Regions from separate parts of the Mus musculus genome. Here region 2 is linked to region 1. Evidence: chromatin contacts called from public HiChIP or PLAC-seq data. All regions are on one chromosome and are shown on one strand. The core of a region is the stretch at or near the end of the contact, and the rest is flanking DNA. Distances in the headings are between cores, read along the strand shown.

Evidence for each region. HiChIP or PLAC-seq counts read pairs in DNA pulled down with a chosen protein or histone mark.
Region 2: a contact with region 1 is called in an H3K4me3 HiChIP or PLAC-seq map of embryonic stem cells, with 10 read pairs. The contact joins the promoter of Sox10 here to the promoter of Card10 in region 1. A contact is called at or near these places in 2 of 115 datasets of contacts at active chromatin or transcription factors (embryonic stem cells and pancreatic cancer cells).

What each region holds. Positions count from the first base shown.
Region 1 is chr15:78,799,956-78,807,308 of GRCm38.p6, forward strand. It overlaps Card10 (caspase recruitment domain family, member 10), which reads right to left and starts at 3,087. Exons shown (of 21, transcript NM_130859.2): 1 at 2,900-3,087; 2 at 2,426-2,677; 3 at 1,678-1,815. The coding sequence starts at 3,029.
Region 2 is chr15:79,161,590-79,168,942 of GRCm38.p6, forward strand. It overlaps Sox10 (SRY (sex determining region Y)-box 10), which reads right to left and starts at 2,901. Exons shown (of 4, transcript NM_011437.1): 1 at 2,693-2,901; 2 at 1,700-2,205. The coding sequence starts at 2,127. It overlaps Gm10863 (predicted gene 10863), which reads left to right and starts at 4,477. Exons shown (of 5, transcript NR_029470.1): 1 at 4,477-4,590. RefSeq lists enhancers at 2,758-3,416, 3,942-4,632, 4,106-4,952.

The DNA.
Region 1 (7,353 bases), core at 1,837-4,336:
AAACAAGCTGACCCAGCCAGGCAACAACAACAACAACAACAACAACAACAAGAGAAACAAGCTGACCCAGCCAGGCAGCAGTGGCGCACGCCCTCAAACCCAGCACTGAAGCAGAAGCAGGTAGACCTTTACATTTGAAGCCAACCTGCTCTACAGAGCAAGTTCCTGGGTAGCCAGGGCTTTACAGAGAAACCCTGTCTCAAAATCCAAAAGCAAAACAAAACTCTTGAAAAGTTTTATAGTAAAAGAGGTAACAATGTTAAGGGACAAGCAAACAATCAAAAACTATAGGAAAAAAAACTATAATGGGACTCAAAACCGTAATACATAAAGAGTTCCTACAAAACAACAAGAAAACCAAACTAATGTTTCATCGAACAGCAATGCCAGTAATACCAGTAACTAATGTTCCTTAGCTTCCTTCTTTATACTAGACACTGTATCAACTTATTTAAACTTCGTGACACTGGATAGTAAACACACTCTACCCATCTGTTTACCTACTGTTCACTAAGTAGTAAGCTATGAACTACATCACTTAGGAAGATACAGAGCTGGCTGGGCTGTGGTGACAAACACCTTTCACCCCATCACTTGGGAGGCAGATCTCTGAGTTTGAGGCCAGCCTGGTCTATGGAGGGGGTTCTAGGACAGCCAGGGCTACACAGAGAAACCTTGTTTCTAAAATAACAAAACAAAACAAAAAACAGACAAAAAAAAAAAAACCCAGAAGATGCAAACTTGAAACCTGATTTTTACAGAACTACCTGGCAAAAATGTTTCAAGATCAGGCTAGGGATTCATAAAGCAAAGCAGACCCACAGGCTCTGCTGGGGGGAGCTGTGGTCATAAGACACTTACAGTGTATACATTCCTTGAGAGTCTCCACTTCAGAAACTCCCAGCTCAGAGGAGAACAGAGCAGAGCTGCCCCCGGGGAGGAGAGAATGTCACAAAACCTGAAAGGATCTGCTTGTCCACCCTCAAGGGACTCCACCAATGAGTTATGAGACAGGTTCGCGACACATTACCTATGCTGTCTCTTCAAACAAGTGGAATCAGATCCCGAGTAACTGCTAGGGACAAGCAGCCTTGTCCACTGACCGCAAAAAACAAAACTCACAAGGTCTAGATATGTATCAAAACTGGCTTGCTTATCACTCTCTATGTAGCCTGGGCTGGCCTTAAACCTGGTCCTGCCTCTGCCTCCTGAGTGGTATTACAGGCGAGTACCACCACCCTGAACTTACATTTCTATTTATTTATTCATTTACTTATCTATCTATCTATCTATCTATCTATCTATCTATTTACTCGGGGGAAGGAAAGCATCTATGCACAACTTTCAGGAGTTGGTTCTCTCCTACTGTGTGGGTCCCGGGGAGTGAACTCAGGTGGCCAGGCTTGCTTCTTTATCCACTAAGCCATCTCATTTATTCTTGAACGTTTACATGAGAAACTAGCCATACCATTCATAAAGATGATTAGAGAGAGAGAGTCATGTTAAGCACATGGACTCTGAACTCTGGGGCCCTGGGTAAACTTCTGCAGTTGGTGCCTCAGTTTCTTCATCTGTCCAATGGGTATAGTGAAAACAGACACCACCACCCCCAGTGCAGTTGGGGTAAGAAAATTCTGCTCTGGTGGCAAGGATGGGGCACCCACTGAGATTGCTCACCAAGGATCATGGAGCAGCGTTGGGCAGGTTCCTGGCCAGTGAGCAGCGTGAAGTGTTCTGGGTAGTAGAATTCCAGGGCTTCCAGGAAGGCCTCGAAGCCCCTCTTGCCCCGGCAGCGTAAAATGTCTATGAGGCGCCCTGAGGGTAAAGGTTGTGACAGGGGTCAGGATGAGGTCTTCCCCCAGTGCCCCTGCTCTCCACCCCGACAATGCTCCAGGGCCTACGTTCCCCAGATTTTTGGGCTGTGACACACACCGGGGCCTGTCCCAACACATCAGGGAGCAAAGCTCAGTCTGCCCTGGCTAGGAACACCAGACCCTCCCCAGAGCACCTGCACTGGAGCAGGTCCCCAGCAACCCCTACACACACACACACACACACACACACACACACACACACACACACACACACACACACACGTTACGCATGCCCGGGGGCATCGGATGCCTGCGTTTCCCAGGCAAAATGCTCTCATTGACTTAAGTTCCCTGATACTTTTAGTCCCTCTGACAGTCCTGGTACAAAGACGCCCAGTGGGAGAGGAGCCTCGGAGAACTGAGCCCGGATTTGAGCTCTTGAGAAAAACTGATTCTTTAAGGGATACACAAATGGGACAGAGAGAACCAGAGAGGTCAAAGAGCACAGTAAAGATCCCACAGGGGTCGCCATCGGCACCGGCAACCACATCCAGCTGTCTGCTCTGGAGCGGGCCTAGGAAGGGAGAGGAAACCCCTGGCGGCGGGCTCACCGGTACGGTTAGCGCGGCACGGGAAACGGTAGGTGCTGAGCACCTCCTCCTCGTCCTGTTCGTCCAGGACGCGGCACTGGCGCAGATACGGCGTGAGCTTGGCCGGATTCAGGGCGCGCGTCAGTCGGTGCCGGACGCCCTCGATCCGCTCCCACAGCGCGTCCTCTTCGGCCTCCGACCCCGAACCCGCCCCAGCCTCCTCGTCAGCCTCGCCCGCGTCCGCCCGGCCCTGCATGGCCGCGTCCTCCGAGCCTGCGGGCGACAAGCACGGTGGGCACGGAGCCGCGGTCACCGCACCTGGGCGTCGCCCGCGGGTCCCGGCGCTGTCGGGCTCCGTCTTCCCGGGATCCCAAGCTGCTCTGCCTGCACCCTCCCGGGTCCCCGAGAGGTCACGCCCGCGTCCTCCCGGGCGTCCCGTCGGCGTCCTTTCACGTCCCCACGCTGCTGTCCCGCCCGTGTCCTCCCCGCACTCACCACGGGCGCTGCAGCTGCCCTGAGCTCCCGGCTCTGTGCTCGGCCGACGGCTCCGGAGGCGCGACGGGGCGGTGCCTTCGGGGTCATTGGCTCCGCCCCCAGCCCGGCGGCCTCCCGGGCCACCCAACATTGCCCGCGACCCGCTGCGCTCCGGTCGTCCTCCCGGCCGCTCTGCGGGCCAGCCGCGCCTCCCCACCCCCCACCCCCGCTTCCTGTTTCCCGCCGGCTCTCCGGGCCAGTCCTGGCGGGGTCCGCACGGCCCTCCCACACCTGCCCGGCCCCCGACGGGGCGGAGCCGCCACGCGCGCGCCCACACCCCGCGCGCCACCGCCAGGGCCACTGCCGCCGCTGCTGCTCACCTTGTCCCCCACCATGAGCACAACACCAGCCTGCACCCTCTACAAGCCCGACTCCCGGTGCAGCTGGCCACCCGGAACCCTGAACGCGACAAGTGTCCGCTCCACTAGCCACACACGCCCTGAAGTCAACAGGTCACACCAACTTAGCGAGCTCTGGGCTCGGACCTCATATACAGAGCCCCATCATTCCCACTTAAACTCGCATGGTAGGTATATTCACTCTGCTGAAAGTCACATAATACATATCTGTCTTTCAGGAAATATCTGCAAAGTGTGGGACAGGGCCTCAGAAGCTAGCAGAACTTTCACACGTGTCCATGTTCTGGGATAATGGCCTTACAAGTGTTGAGCAGGACTTCGACCGGAGACAGACTACTCACGTGCCTCTCCCTCCCACAAACACCCTGTGCCTAGGCACTTGAAAGCCCCGGTCAGCTGTGAGTCTCTCTCTGTGTGTGTCTCAGCTTTGCATTCATTTGCATCCTGTTCCCAGCTAGGCCTCTTATCTGCCGGTGACCTGGACAATTGCCCCTCCACAGTCTCAGTGTTCCCGAACACGCTGCCAAGAGCTCACATCTTTCACCAAGCCCAGGACAGCCTGTGTGGGCAGCAGAGGGGAGGGGTCATGGGCACCTTTCCAAAGAAGGGAGTCAGTCCCTGCAAGTGTCCAGACTGACTGCACTTTCATTCCTGAGTCAAGTTGATGGCACACGGGGACCAGGATGCTTGCATTTCTAAATGGCCGTTCCTGCGGGGTGGGAGGGAGTGTGGTTAAAATCAATTACATTTGAAAAGGCAGCGTCAAAACTCCCTTCTGCCTTGGAGACTAATACTCCCACAATAAGGTCCTGTAGTCACATGCTAGAAGCTCTCTGGGCACTGGAAAGTGCCCTCGGGGTGGCGAGAACAGGGTTAAGAGGACACAGAGGATCTGGAAAGATGTGTAGGTCCCCAAAGCCACCCATACTTTCCGAATTAGATGCATCACTCACCCAAGGAAACAAGGTTGACCACAACCCCTGAACAGCCCCTGCAGTAAAGAAACTAGTTTACCTACATAACCTAGTTCCTTTCCCAGCCTTGAAGAACCACAGACTTTTGCTGACTTGGTTTTGTTTGGAGTATCACCAGTTCACCTGCAGAAGCAGCTCTGTAGAAAGGACTGAATTCTAATGCAAACCTATCCCTTTACAAAGGAGGAAGCAGGGGCCCAGAGAGAGCAAGAACTTGCCACACACTGGATCCGCCCTGGCCTCTCTCCCCTCCCCAGGCTCGGTTCACACTAGGCTCCCTCCCAAGGATCGCCTCTCCTCTGCTGACCCTGATACCCTGACTCTGGCTCTCACAGGGAGCAGCTCCTCCCTCAAAGAGCCGCTCCACCCTACCGCAGCCCTGTGAATATTTTTTCTTGGCCGGGATAATGGGAAGGAAACCCTGGAAAATGAGTCTTTAGTTAATTATTCTCTCATCAGAGGCAAAACCAGGGCCAGGAATCTGGCACTGAAACTAGGAATTAGCTTGTAAGCTAACAGACTTTGGGGGGGGGGGGGGGGGGCGTGGTGTCACAGAGTCACAGCAGGTCCCAGAGCCTGCTCTTAAAGAAGCTATAGAGATCCTGAAACACCTCACATGTGCACACGTGGTCATACACTTACTCCCAGGCACACACTTGGTTTCACAGACACACTCACGTGGACACAGATGCATTACTAGTCACAGACACACCAAGATGCACACATATACAGGGCTACAAACACATCATACATGCTTACACACATGCCGTGTTTACTCACTCACAGGCGCACACACACAGGCACACACATTTATATGGACACACGTGGTTACACAGACACACTCAAAGGCACAAGCACAGTTTTACACACATACACAGACAACCTAACAGATACACTCATAGACACACACAGTTATACAGGTACACACCAACACATAGACATAATCATACATACACAATTACATAGCACTCTTACATGCACATACATGGTCCAAACACAGTTGCATTTATAAACACACTTACATGCACACACACACACACTTGCCTATGTGGCTATGGAGCCTGGCAGCAGGCAGTAATCAGCAGGACACCCACATCTCCATTGTCAACAAATGCCCCTGCCCGGTCTGCTGTCCCTAGGTGCTCCCAGCATGGAGGGCAGATGGTTATCATTGAGCATCCCTTCCAATACTGTCTTCTTGTGGCTTCTGCTCCATTATTCTTCTCCCTGTCACTGTGCCAAGAAAGCAAGGCAGAGAGAGACAGAGATCTGAGTCCCCAGGTACCTGGCCAGGAGTCCTAGACCTCCCAGGGGCTCCATTTCCCTGTCTGCAGGTGACAAGAGGTGAGCAGTGTCAGACACAACTGGGGAGGACAGTGGGAGAGTAGACCCGGGACCCTGGGGACTGATATTGGGCCTTAGCCATGTATGTCTTCTTGGACAAAGGTCTTCCCCTTGGAGAAATGGCCTGAGTGCTCCCTGTGCAGGAATGTACGGCCCATGTGAGCTGAGGAACCTCCATCTTCAAGGTCATTTCTCTTCCCAACTCATCAAGGAGCCCATCCCTAGGTCCAAACCCTTCTGTGCCCCATCACCTCAGGCTCCTCCACACCCCCAACTCTGAGGTACAGTGTCTTTACAACTGAGCAGACAGAGGGCTGTTTTGTTGTTGTTTTATTGTTGTTGTTGTTGCTGCTGCTGCTGCTGCCACCATAAGATCTCTCTAGATTGCACACATTAGCCTCAAATTCCCTGGCTCAAGTAATTCTCCTGTCTCAGCATCCCAAGTAGCTGGGATCACAAACTGATAGCAACATTGAGAGTCATTGCAAACCAGACTTCACTCAGGTTTAAACTTTAAACCTTCCCAGTTTTTCCACTAAAAATGGAAAATACAAAGATTAGAAACCGGCCAGCTGTGCGTGCTGCCCCCCCCTCCCCCGCATGCGCCCGCCCCTCCCACACACACACACAGAGCCTCTGCTCACCCACTGGCCCTCATCTGCCTCTTTCAGCCTCTTCCACCTCAAGGCCACTTCTAGGCTTTTCCCTCACCTAGAATGTGTGTCCCTCTGCTCTTAGCCTTTGCCTTCCTTCTGGCTCCACAGAGCGGAGATCAAAATCACCCTCTCTAAGGCAAAGACTTTGATCTACCTCTCTACAGCCACTGTTGCTTCCTCTGCTTCCCATCTCCCGGAACAACCCGGCTCACCTGCTAGTAGGAGTGGGCTAGAATGTTCAAATTCAAGGATGAGGAATGGGACAGAAGGGAAAGGAATTTAGACAGGAAAAGAGTTGGGGTCAGAGCAAGATATCAGCCTTCACTTTTGTCAGGCGTGAAGCTGTGATCAGGGTCTTCCCAGGCCAGCCACAGAGTGTGCAGAGCCTGGGACCTCTTTTTTTTTTTTTTTTTTTCCTTCCCATCTCTCAGGACTGCCTGGGCCCCAGCACCTTCTCCTTTCTTTAGGAAGACCTCTGATGGCATCCCAGGAATTTGAGTCTCCTGGAGAGCTGAGAAAGAGACAGACAGACAGATGGGAGGAGGAGTGTGGGTGTGTGTGAGGTGGCCTGGGTCCAACCACCACCACCACCACCACTCCCCCTCCCCCAACCCCGTTGGCCATCCCCAGAAGCTTGGCAGCAGGGAACAGAAATAGTGACTCATTCTAGTTTCAGCCAATGAGAGAGATCTGTGCCCACCTGGCCTTGGGTGGGGCATGAGACCAGAAGTAAGGCTGAACTGGGAGGGACAAATAAGGAAATGGATTGAGACTAGACAGTTGCCGGGAGACAACATACTGAGGCTGGGCTGGACATCCTTTCCCTAGGCTGTACCACCCAGCATCCTCGAGGGTCCTGTGTGTGCCTCCTCTTCTTCCAGGGTGGTTGGAAGAGATGCTTCATAATGCTCAATAGAACAAACCTGCAACAGAGAGGAGCTTGAAGACAGAGTTAGCTAGTGCAGCATCTCTATGGAGGGTGTGCCCTGCCTGCAAGAGAAGGTGACCAAGAGTGCTGCCTGGGGGCCGGAATTCCAGAGAAAGGTCCTGGACCTGGATGGTCTGGCTGAGTCAGCTAGAAA
Region 2 (7,353 bases), core at 1,651-4,150, 360 kb after region 1:
TGTTTTGCCACCTCCTGGGGCTGGATCCTCAGCCAGTAGGGCTCTGCTGCCTTCCCTGCCCCCTGCTGTCTGAGTGGTAGCTAGGGACAAGTCAGCCTGAAGGGGACTCAGGTAAGGGTTCTAAGTGAAAATGGGACAGGGGCAGTGGAAAGACTCCTTAAACTCTTGACAACAGGTGGTAGAGGGAGAGTGGTACACACCTAGAGGAACCTCAGGCAAAGGAGCTAGCTGCCATTGCTGTTCTGGAGCAGAGCCGGACTCTGGCTGTCCAGCTACTGCCTGTCAGAGTTGCGGGGTAAGGGCTGGGGGAGGGGTGCCGGACCTTCAACAAGTACATGGCCAGTGCAGACCAGGAGGCTGCTTACCGACCCCTCTGTTCTCAGGGAGCCAATTGCTCCTACCGCTTCAAGTCTGATATGGCCTTCATACAGAGCCTGCAAAGTGGAAGGAGCCAGCCCTTTTCACAGACCCCCCAAGTCTCCTCAAGTATAGAGGCCTCCACTCTCCTGTCCTCTGCTCAGCCCCACCACTCCAGAGAGTAAAGTGGGACCCAATGCAGCCACTAGGGATAATGCGGGGATAACCTGAGAAGGTTGGTGACTGGTCTCTGGCCCTGGTTCTGTCGCTGACTGACCCAAGCCATGTCTCTCTCTTGGGCCTTTCTCCTGTACAGTCCAGTGGGGAATCAGGTGACCTCAGCAAGCCTAGCATCTGCTGGAGCCCTTGTTCCTTTTGGGCTTGGCCCAGGGTGCCTGCGGTGAGTCAGGGAGCCCCACGTATCTGCAACTGGGCCAGGAGAGCACGAGGGTCAAAATTAGTCCCTGGGAAAATGTTGCCATAGAGCCCCGAGGTCAGCCTAGGCAGCCTGGGGCTCCTTGGGACCATGGCAGGAAGCAGGCTTCCTCCTGGCGAGGGTGCTCAGCCCCAGTTCTTGAGCGTGGGGAAGAGGTTGCTCAACCATTGGGTGGAGCCCAGGGAGGGAAGATGGCGCTGGAGAAAGGAGTGAAGAGCTTGGTAGCTCAGGGCCACAGCTGGAGGGGAAGGCCTCTTTTTGTGTGCCCTCTCCTGGGGATAAAGAAGCTCTCAGTCTAGACACTGGAGTCAGGAAGGTTCCCCAGGGCAGCTGGAACAGGAGAGACACTGTGGGAGCGGAGATGGAAGTTCTTCACTCTGCTTTCTCTGGGTTCCTTGTTTTCCTTGCAGAGCCCTCCTCACCCTGACCCAGGCTCTCCATCTGGTTGCTTCCGTACCCCCGGCATCTACAGCTAGACCAGCTCTCTCCCAAAGTTTCCCCCACACTCCCGACCCCACAAACGGGTGGCAGCGGCACACTGTGAATGTGCGATCTAGTGGAGGTCTGGTGTGAAGCTTTCCCCCACACCCCCATGTTGCCTTCCCTGCCCACCACCCACAGAATTCCAACCACGAGGGGGCGCCTTCCCGCCCGCCGTCCCAGGGTGGGGAGGCCCAGCCTAGGCCGCTGGGGTTCTGAGTTCCAGAGTGGGCAGCCAGAGGAGCCCCCCACAGAGGCACTTTGGGTAGATGGGTGGGCGAGATCTCCAAATCTGGTCTTCCAAGAGACCAAACTTCCATAGGTTGGTCTCCCCTGAGAGAGAGGCCTGGGCGATCCTGTTCTGGGGTCCCAGGCTAGCCCTAGTGCGCGCGCACGAGGGGGGTGTTGGGCCGGGGCAGCGCTCACCTCCAGAGCTTGCCTAGTGTCTTGCTGAGCTCAGCATTGTGGAGGTGAGGGTACTGGTCGGCTAGCTTTCTGCGTGCCGCCTGTGCCCACACCATGAAGGCGTTCATGGGCCTCTTGACGTGCGGCTTGCTCTTGCTGGCACCGTTGACGCGCACGGGCATGGGCACCAGCGTCCAGTCGTAGCCGCTGAGCACCTGGCTGACCGCCTCGCGGATGCACACGGGGAACTTGTCATCGTCCGCCTCGCCGTCCTGCTGTTCCTTCTTGACCTTGCCCAGTTCACCGGGCCCCGGGCTGGCTCGCAAGCCCGAGCCACCGCCGCCGCCGTCGGGTCCCAGCGACGGCGCGCTGCCTGGGGACAGGCAGCGGGGTTCCTCCGAGCCCACAGGGCTCAGCTCCACCTCTGATAGGTCTTGTTCCTCGGCCATGTCGCTCCCGGCCGCCGCCGCTTCGGCCGCCTCCCCCGGGCCCGCCGCCGGGGTCCTCGTGAAGAGCCCAACGCCCACCTGGACGGGAAGGAGGGCGCGATGGAGAGGCGCTGGGCGCCACTCCCGGCACGCGGGTGCAGCCCCGAAGTGGCGACTCTCCCTGCCTGCGCTAAACCCACTCGGGCCTGGGCGCGTGCACATGCCAGACCCTAGGTGGGTGCGTCCCGCCTCCACGTCTTCCCACCCCCTGATCCCAACCGTCTCTAGGTGTGGGTGTTTTTTTTTTTTTTTTTTTTTCGTTTTTTTCCCCTAAACCTCCTTTTGGGTGGAGGTTTGTTGATGGAAAGGAAGAAAAACGGACCCTTTATTCGGCTCTAATCCGGGCCCCTGGAATTTCCCACCTTTTCGCTCACCTCTCTTTCCCCTCGTCTGCTCTGACAGCCTAGGGGAGCAGAATGGGGGGACGCAGGCCTGCCTGCAGGGTGTCAGACTCTCCCATCGCAAAGCAGGGGTGACCCAGACCCCCGGTTGGCACTCCGGGCCCAGGGGCGCAGTGCGCACTCACCTCCTCCGACCTCTCCTCCAGTCTGGGGCTCGTCCTGAGGAAGTGGAAAACCGTGTCCCAAGGTGTGCGGTCCAGCTCGGGGCTGGGGAGTGACGCTGATGGACTGGGAGGGAGGGGCTGGGGGGCCCTGAGCCTCAGGCCACTGCCTTGTCTGGACGGAGCCTGAATCCTCACCACCAAACACCCTGGCTGGACAGCCGAGACTGACTGAGCCGCTGCAGACGGCTGGGGAAGGAAGGAGGGGGAGGGGAGGGGGAAAGGAGGGAGGGAAGGGCAGAAGGTGGAGCCTCCAGCGCTGCCTTCATCCCCAACACCCAGGACGCCTCCACTCTGCCCAGCCCCCCCCCCCCCAACCCCAGCCCTGTGACCCGCACTGCTGCCTAGGCCCGTCTCCCTGGACTCAGCTTGGGTTTGGCATCTGGTGTGAGCATGGGGATATTTTAGGTCTGGGAAGGGAGAGATACAGGTGGCACAGTCAGAACCTGTTGCCTGGGACCCTAAACCATTGCCACAGGTGGTGGCATGGACAGTTGACAAAGGACTGGAGAGAGGTGTGAGGAGAGTGGATAACTTGAAAGGGTCGTGGCCTGTGTTGCTTCATTTGAGAAATCCCACTGAGTCCCACTGTGTGCTAGGCACCGCAGCCTGCAGTAGGTATCAGACCCTCGCCTTCTCCTGTCCTCTCCAACACAGCTGACCCAAGCCAAGCCCCCCAGGACCGCAGCTGGATAACCTTTGCCCTGTACACATACAACCCCCAGATTCAATCCGTGATCCCTTCTCTCTAAGATCCTAGCATCCAGAAGGCTGGACTGGCCCAGGATAGAGAGAGACACAGGAGGCTGAGGCAGGGTGAGAGTGCCCTACTCTTCAAGAAGGGTGAGGGGGACTTTGGGGAGGGGGTGTCTCTCACTTCCATGAAGGGCTCTTCCTCTCCCTGGAAAGGAGACCCAGTCCTGGATGTCTGGATGTGAAGTCCCTTACTCTCCCACACTGAGAAAAGACAGGAACTGCCCTGGCTCTCACAGCCCCCGCCCCCTTTCTGCCCCTCAAGCCGATTCTTTGTTCTTCCTCCCGTTGCCCCAGGGCTCCTATCCTTGGTCTCACCTCTACAGCCTAGTTAGTGTCCTTTTCTCTTCTCAGTGAAGGCACCCTTTCCTGGTTGAGTGGCTAGGCGGAACTGGGGTGCCCACGGAGGGACAAACAGAGGAGCATGGGCCACCCCACTGACAGTGTGTGGCTTCTCTGTCCCACTTAGCTAGGTAAGGCCCTAGGCCCACACCAAACAGGTACCTTCTGGAGTCGAGCTGGAACTGGGGTCTGGAGAATCAAGGCCTCAATGATTGGGAGGGCCCCAGGGTGGATAGTGGGGACACAAAGAGATAGTCACATAGGGCAAAGGCATGTCGAGGGGGTGGCAGACATTGGTAACACACACTCACACATGCTTGCGCACACACAACCAGCCAGACAATTGGGCCAGTGTGTCTGGGGCTGCAGAGCCCAGTGAATTAGGAGTTTGATAAGGGTTTTCTCTTTCTCTCGCTCGCTGGCCTTGGACAATCTCCCCCCAGTTTTCCTCGACGCCACCCCCGGCGCTGCCAACCCTCCTCCCCCCCGCCTCCCTTCTCTTCCCTGTGCCCAGACTCTTGTTCGGGGCCTTGAAACAGTGAGCTGTCTTTGTTCGAAATACAGGTGAACGGCAATCATGTGATTAACACACACACACACATAAAAAGCTTTTTAACAGCGCCCGCCCGGCCTCAGAACCGCCCGGAGAGAAGCCGCCTTGGATGGACAGAGGGACGGAGCAGCAAGCATCCGGCCTCCCCGGCTTCCCTGCAGCGGTCTCCAACTGCTGTCTGCCCGCTGCCCGCCTGCCTGGCATCTCTCTCCCGGTGGGTCCCTGTTCATCCCTCCACTCTTTGGTCCCTCCTCTTGGAGGGAAGGTCCTCCCTGCTCTCTGTGTGTCTGTGGCTGAGCCTGAGACCCCTTGAGGCATAGAGGAGTGCTGTGGGGGAGGGGGAGAGTGGGCTCAGGCTTAGAAAGCTGGCCACGAGTGGTGGTCTCACAGCCGGTCCCCTCTCTAGTCCCCTGCCACTACCCTCTTGGGCCCAGCTGCCAGAAGGGGTGTGAGTGTGTGTGTGGGGGGTCTATAAAGGACCACACCTGGTTTGCACTCTCTCCTTGTCTCTCCTCCACTCTGTACAGGTTCTCCTGAATGCTTGGTTGGACCCTGCCTACCTACCTGCTGAGAGGTGGTGCTGAGGCGGGCAGGGGAAAGATTGTGTGTTGGCTGAGGGATTCCCCCTGTGAACAAGACATCAATGAGCAGCAGGCTGGCAATCGGGATACCTTCTGCCTTGTTTTAGGCCATAGGGACCAGTTTTTTGTTTTTGTTTTTGTTTTTTCCCAGAAAGGGACAGTAAACCCTCCCCGCCCCCATTTTCTCTACAGAGTAGAGATAGGAAAGTGTGTGTGTGCGCGTGCGTGTGAGAAGACATCAGGCCTTGGAGACGTCAGGGTGACCAGGAGGGCCAGAACTACCATCTGTTTCTCTCCCAGCTGGCAGCTAGAGGGGAGGGGCTAACCCTCCATTCCTGACTCTATCCCAGGGATGCTTGTGACCCCATGCCCCACACCCTATCAAAGCTGCCCGGGAGAGGAGGGCTCCTCCCCACCATGTGTGAGGGGTGGTACTGGTGTTCCGCTCCCCAGCAGAGGGCCAAGAGTGTGGTGGAATCCAGGCTTCCTGCCACAGGCAGAGGCCTATCAGGAGCTTCCAGGGTCCAGCTCAGGGTCTTTCGAGATAGTCTCAAGTGCCCTCAGAAGATGGCCCCTGGGAGGAAGAGGGGACCTGAAATCTTCCAGTCAGATTCGAAGCTCACTGGTGATAGGCAGAGTCACCTCAGGTCAATAATACCCTGGGGTGCTGTCCTGACTGGGAGCAGGTTCCACCTATGGTCCTCAGCCCTGAGCCCAGGCTCTTCATCTGTCACATGGCAGAGGAATGTCATCCCTCCTAGCCTTGGAGGAGAGTGGGAAACCCGCTGTTTGGCAGAGCTTGAGAGAGGATGGTTCCAGGAAAATTTGAGCCTTTGCCTGAGCCTCAGTTTTCTTATGTCTTCCGGATCCCCTCATTAGGACCGGGTAAGGACAAGATGAGGGGGCACAAGGAGGGCATTTACCACCTCTGATCACAGAGGTGTAGACCACATCTGGAATCCCTGTTCCCTCTCATTTATTGTCCCCCAGGTCTGTACCCTCGCTGGGCTGGGTCCTGGGACATGGGGGGCAAGCTTGATGATTCTCAGTCGTGAGGGGCCTGAGGGTCTCTGCATTCCTGCCAGCTTTGTTTCCTGGCACCTGCTCGGGGCTGGTCTCAGGCTTGGAATCACTTACAGAGGACTCACTATGCAGCCTCAGCTGGCCTTGAACTCTCCACCTCCCACCCTCCACCCCCCACCCCCACCCCGGTCCCTGCCTTAGCCTCCCAAGTAGCTAGGATTGCAGACAGGTGTGCACCGCCTCACCAGCAGTCTGGAGTTAAAACAAATGCTGGAAAGTCGGTTTCTGCACCAGACGGGTCCACTTAGAGTGAACTTCTGGAAGGGAGAGGCAGGCACTTTGTTTTTAGCCTTCCAGTTCAGTTGGAAGGCTTTGGTTTCCTTCGGGGGTCCCTGGAGCTGCAAGGTCAGGAGGGTCCCCTGCCAGATCCAGAATCTGTAAGAAGAGTAGACAGGTCTTGAACACTGGGCCAGAGAGTCAGTAACCAAACTTGTAGGTCACACTGAGATGTCCAGGGAGTTTGAGGGCATAGTGAGGGAAAGCAGAGGCAAGCTTGATGACATCCAAGCATCCCTTGGAGACTTGGCTGGCTCTTGAGAATGCCTGGGGTGAGTGTGTGTGTACCCTTGAATAGTTTCTAGACCACCCCATCTTGGCAAGGCTGTGTCTTCCTCCATTTGGGAATAGTGGTCAAAGATGTGGTATCAGGGAGATTCTGCCATTCACAATATGTGGCCCTGGGCAGATTACTCTAGGAATTCTGGGACTTGATTTTGTCTGTACAGTGTTGGCAATTTCATACATTTACCATCTATAGCTGTAAACTATGTGTGTATAAGAGAGGGAGCAGATAACGCGCACTCACACCTACTTGGTAATGGCAGTAAGTGTTCACTAGAGAAAATAATGCAGGCGCTGGGCTGATGCTGAGAGACATGGCAGCACCTCTCTCTTCGTTCCCACGGCACAGGCACCGATCAGGCCGTAGACCACCTTCAGAAACTAGAGGCTCTGCTGGTGTTCATAGTGTCAGGGAATGAGACATGGAATCCAGGGCTGAGAGACTCCTACACACCAGGCAAGCACCCCTATCCAGCCTTCACCCTCCGGAACTTCTTAGATAACCTCTCAAATCCCAGCTTCAGACCCGTGAGGAGGCTTCCACTCCGCACCTTTATAACAGATACTTCCAGAGTCTAACTACAGAGGAGAGGATGAACCTGCCGGGCTCGGAGGGCTTCTGATATATGACTCCACTCTCTCGACAACCCCTCTGTCTGAATCTGGTATCCTTATTCTCCAGGGAAACTGAGGCACAGAGAATCTGAGGGAGGAGGGGCCTGTGCTTAACTGACTAGTTTTGAAAGACTCCT